Linked DNA regions of Bombyx mori: region 1 is linked to region 2. Evidence: chromatin contacts called from public Hi-C data. All regions are on one chromosome and are shown on one strand. The core of a region is the stretch at or near the end of the contact, and the rest is flanking DNA. Distances in the headings are between cores, read along the strand shown.

Region 1 (2,700 bases), core at 1-2,500, 360 kb after region 2:
GTTACTCATTTTGTAATCATGAATAAAACTATCACTTTTAAATTTCGAAAATTTTATGCCACTGAAAGTTTTAGATATTAAATTACAAAATTGCCAAAGCAATTTTTTCCATTTTGTTATTCTAAAAGAATGATTCTCAATTACTGCACTATGACAATTTTGTGGCCCACCTAATTCTTCTAGTTTATGTGCAGCCAAAATCATTACATTGTTTTACATTATCATTACATCATTATTTTACACAGTAAATAGCTTCTGAACTTTTAAAATCATTGTGTGCCACAGAAGAAGCAGTTGAGAATTACTATTCCAACACAAAAAAAAATAATGTTTGTCATTCTATAACACAAGACAGTCTCTTTATGAAATCATGTCACAACTACTGCTATTTTTATACATGAAAGACAGATTAACATTCAACCACTTATTATTCATTATTAAAATATCATAAGGTAGGTATGTATTGGTCATTGATAGATGTTCTATAACATACCTGGTTGTCCAGGAGCGAATCCATCTAGGCGACTCATATGAAATGGAATAATAACAACAATTGACAACCATAACAGTAAGACAAATCTGCTTCTCCATGTTTCCTTATCATCAGGATTTTGAGCTTCCAAAAATACCAATACAGTCAGCAAATCAGACACCTAAAAATTATACATTTCTCTTTAATAAAATCCATTGTTATGTCATGGACTCATATCAAACAATTTAGTTTACATACTAACTTCATGTGGAAGATGTCTAACAACCACCTTATAGCCTCGAACTCTTATGATTTGGTACATGTAATTAAAAGTTGCATGTTTCAGTTCGAAAGGAGAATCTTTATCTTTGATAAGTAACAAAAATTTCGATAGAATTTTGTCTAAATGTGGATCCAACAGATGTGGTTGTTCATAATACTGTTTAAGTATTGTGTAAAGTTTATCGTACTCCACTTCAAAAGCAGAGGTGTTATAAACATTTTTTACATTATCAATCATGTTCATCACATCCTCGACCTCTGAAAAGTATTCGAGTGCACATCCCAGCCCAATATTATCACATTCGTCATCCCGGTTAATCTCAGAGTCTAACCCCACCATTTTTTTTCTTTTATGTACTCTTTTCGCGAAAAAGGTTTGACTTCGTGAGTTATTATTAATGATTTGAATTACTAAGCACTAAATTTCGTAAATAAAGCTCATATCTTCAACTTTTAGGAATAAAAACAATAGTAGGTAGACACTGTAGACAGTTGACAAATTGACAAGTCACTAAGGGTGAGACCGATATATTAGTATTCATTAAGATATTCGTAATACAGCTTGTATTCGTGTATCGGTAATCCGTCGAATTCTGATATGCTAATATTCCGTATTCACTTTATTCATAATATTAGCCAACTCACATCGGTCGGGTTGTATCTATCACTCTGAAATATACTGGCATACGCCGTACGTGTCTCGCGGATATCTGTCTATCACATTCATAACAATACTGCATGCGCTAAGAGGAAGTGAAATAAACTATATTTTTACATATTGAGCAATGAAAATAAGTACATATCATTATGAGTTTATGGACTATTTTTTAATTCAACTTTTTACATGTCAAAGATGCTAGTGGGAATTTTTAAACGCATTACTTTTTAATGTTTGGACCTTCATTTCTTGATTCAACTAGAGATTCTACTCAAGGCAAAGTAGTACATTTTTACATTTATTGGAATAAAATCGGGGAGCTTTATTTTCATTACTTTAATTTTATTTTCTGTTGCCTTCGAATTAGTTGGTTTTAAAATGATGATTTGAAAAACGGAAGTAGGCAGTTGACATTGTTTACCAATTTCATAAATTAAAATATTTTTTACACAAAACGTAATACGGCCAGAACTAAATTAAGTGTTTTTACGTAATAAATTATGATGACAATATATTTTTGCGGTGGTATTTAATTATCTTCTAAGAACTTCTCAAATTATAAATAAATGTTTGATTTTTGAATCGAAATGACTTTCTAAACAAACAGTTCGGGGATTATAATATTATAACTGTTGTGTACCTACAAGCCACTTCAGTACCGTGTGAGAGGATTTTTTCAAAATCTGGTAAACTCATTTCTGACCGACGTACGAGTCTTTCGGTAGAAAAAGTAAAAAAGCTAATGTTTTTATGCACCAATAAGAAATAAATAATATTACTAACTTGTTGTTTATATTAATGTACAATATTGACCAAATTCTGATTTAATAATAATATTCATTTTAATGTACATAATATTACTTGTAAAATATTTAGTATGAAATCAAATTCCTAGATACAATATACTATTTATATTATTAATAACTAATTTATGTGTATTATCTATGATTATTAACTTATTTCACAAATACCGTATTAGGTTTAACTCGTTTACCCGTTTTATCGAAGTATAATACGATATGAGGATATTCACGTATTAGTTAAGGTATATTACATAATGAATATATTCGTATTCGCTAATATTGACAAATATCGGTATTAACCCATCTTTACAAGTCACTATGAACGTTTTAACAGTTTTGCCGAGTTTGGCGCATAGATCTTTAAAGTAGTTTTGCGTTAAAGGCTTATTACACTTGGCTGAATTTAGTCGACTGAATTCAGAAGCAAATTTAGAAGCTTCTGATTACACTGCTCTAAATTCAGTTACTGAATCAATTGTCAGTAT
Region 2 (2,828 bases), core at 224-2,723:
GGTGGGGCAGCCGTTGTAACTATACTTGAGACCTTAGAACTTGTATCTCAAGGTGGGTGGCGCATTTACGTTGTGGACGTCTATGGGCTCCAGTAACCACTTAACACCAGGTGGGCTGTGAGCTCGTCCAACCATCTAAGCAATAAAAAAAAAAAAAAAAAAAAAAATAAGAAAAAAAAAAAAAAAAGAACTTGATTCGCTGAAAGACCTTAAGAGTTTCTTTATTTTTGTTTACTACCAATAATAGCTATGAAGATTTATTACAATCCATCCTTAACTATAGCAGATACAAACTGGTGATTCAATGATTTTAAAATTTCTTATACATTAACCTTTCTAAGGTAATGCATAAAAGAACACAATCAATGAAGTATTTTTTTTTGTGTTTGTAACTGACTTACAGAATTAATTTCTATGACCAACAAATTTAGACCAATAAAAATAGACTTACCAAAGGAGCTTGTTGAACTGGAGGTAGTCCAGAAGGTCCCGGAATAGGCTCACTTCTAGGGCTTGAAAGTGATGGAAGAGAGGGATGTGGCAGTCCAGGATGGGGTATAGCATTGAGTACACTCATTCGCTCAACTGGAGAATAGCGAGTACTCAGCACACCAGTATTGTGACTATTTATTGTCATATTAATACCTGAAAACAATGCATTAATTCCATTAAAGACCTGAATTTGTATTTATGAAATTTTTGTGTTTTTTTCCTGTAGTTTCTTAGAGTAAATATATCAGAGGTTGTAAAATTGTTTTAATTTTATACAGTATTACTTGAAGAAAAAGTTTTACACAAAGTAAAGTTTAAATTAGCTTTGTTATCTTAAATTAAGCACATAATTTTTGTCTTACCTATGTTCTAAAGAGTTAGAGATCTAAAATTAAGATGCAATTCAATATATATCGTTTTACTTTTCTTTTTCATTTTATTTGTAAAACTTGTCCTTTTTTTATTCGCTATCTTAAATTCTTTCATCCTGTATAATACGAAAGTATTCTTATGTTATTTGATACAATCCAGTCACTCCGTTCGATTAAAAATGACCAAGAACATATTTTATTATATTGTATAATTATTTTAAAGTATGTTAACAATGACAGCCGAAAGCTCTTGTGAAAACTGTACATTGTTTATTGTCTTCATCCATGACATTAATAACAAATTACAATATATTCTTTAATTCCTTCTTACTACTTCTTTAAGGATCTAAGAAACTTAGCAGTTTCTTAGACTATATTTTTATTATAATACAAATTAACTTAAAATATCACAGTAACACACAATGTCGAGAAAAAATATTAATTCTAAACTTAATTGAAGTTAAAACAGCACTCTTGTGACATTTTTTGTTTATTTTTGGCAATTTGCACTATTAATGCAAATGTGACAGATGGCAGTAGTTCATACTTGACACTGACACTGACAGTCTAAGCTTCTTCTTCTTTATTTTTTGACTCTGGCACGGTTTGTATATTAGCCAACGTCAGTCTAAGCTTAAATGAGCATGTAGTAATGGTAAATTTTAATAGCTACCTATCTGTGTTCTGTGAAAGCCGTGCTGCTAAAAGCCTGAGAAGACATTAACTATATACTATGTATAGTAGGGATACAGCGTCTACTCAATATATGTATATAATTTAAGCATTGATTTACGTCTCGGTGTCGTGTTCGAGAAGATGCGTTTTAAGTTTTGGGTTTTTTTTTAATTTGGAATCAGCTGAATATTTTTTTCGGGTTTTATACATATATTAAACAAAATTCCTTAACGCGGCTCTCGACTAAGATTGAATAATAGAAATTGTCATCTAATTAAAATAATTAGAACTACTAGTTTAACTATAAATGAATGTGATCTTACGAGCGTACAAAAACGAAACTGAGATGAACTACTTATTAGATTAATATGGTATTTATAAATTTGGATATTTCTTGCCTTAGAGACCAAACATATTCTATAGCTATATATATTTAATCTAACAGCATAGCGTTATATCTTCTCCTGGGTGTTGTGTAAACTCTAAGGGACAAGAGAACCAGAGAATGGACAACAGAGCTCTTTGTGTAGGTACATACTTTATGAATATACGACGGCATAATGCATAATGTCTATGGGCTTAGGTAACACATTGTATAAGTGTCAAATAGAGTAGGTCTCAAATATTATGTCTTTAATTTATGGTAGGTATTGAACGCAAGGGACGTCGTTGCTAACGGGGGCGCACATGTTTTTTTTTTTTTTTTTTTTTTTTTTTTTTTTTTTTTTTTTTTTTTTTTTTTTTTTTTTTTTTTTTTTTTTTTTTTTTTTTTTGCATTGTGATGAAAAGCTGAATATTAACGTACTAATTTCTTAATTAAAAATTTTGGACTTTGTTATTACCCCAAATAATACTGAAATTTTCAATAGCATCTATTCATACCACATATTTATGAAATAGCGAAGTCATACTTAAAAAACTTATTGACATTTTCTGGGTATTTACTAACTTTAAATTAATAATTTCTTAATACAATTTGAGTTTCAAGTCTATATCCTTGTTGTTCCTTCTTTGTAATCCAATAAAAACGCTAAAAAAATATATATTTTTTTTCCTTTTTTTACATTAAAGAATTGTCTTAATAAGTCGAAATAATTTTTCTGTACGCTGTCCGGTCACCGTCCTCGTCGAACCCGTCGCTTGCGACGAAGGGCTCGACGAGCGAACTAACCCATAGACACAGCCCACTGAGTTTCTCGCCGGATCTTCTCAGTGGGTCGCGTTTCCGATCCGGTGGTAGATTCTGCGAAGCACTGCTCTTGCTAGGGTCAGTGTTAGCAACTCTCCGGT

The links. Hi-C and Micro-C count contacts between places; a contact is called where the count stands out from the background.
Region 1: a Hi-C map of posterior silk gland shows a contact between it and region 2, with 1.8 times the contacts expected there. The contact joins the promoter of LOC101738161 here to the enhancer-like site in region 2. A contact is called at or near these places in 2 of 7 Hi-C or Micro-C datasets (middle silk gland and posterior silk gland).

The regions. Positions count from the first base shown.
Region 1 is chr9:7,805,293-7,807,992 of ASM3026992v2, forward strand. It overlaps LOC101738161 (tubulin-specific chaperone D), which reads right to left and starts at 1,251. Exons shown (of 19, transcript XM_038012966.2): 1 at 735-1,251; 2 at 494-653. The coding sequence starts at 1,094.
Region 2 is chr9:7,441,923-7,444,750 of ASM3026992v2, forward strand. LOC101738295 (zinc finger and BTB domain-containing protein 17) reads right to left here. Exons shown (of 7, transcript XM_021346601.3): 5 at 452-645. Among protein-coding and RNA genes, the nearest start is that of ace2, 23 kb to the left of the region's middle. Within about 2 kb of position 1,474, at least 7 of the 8 cell types and tissues checked have open chromatin away from gene starts, as enhancers often do.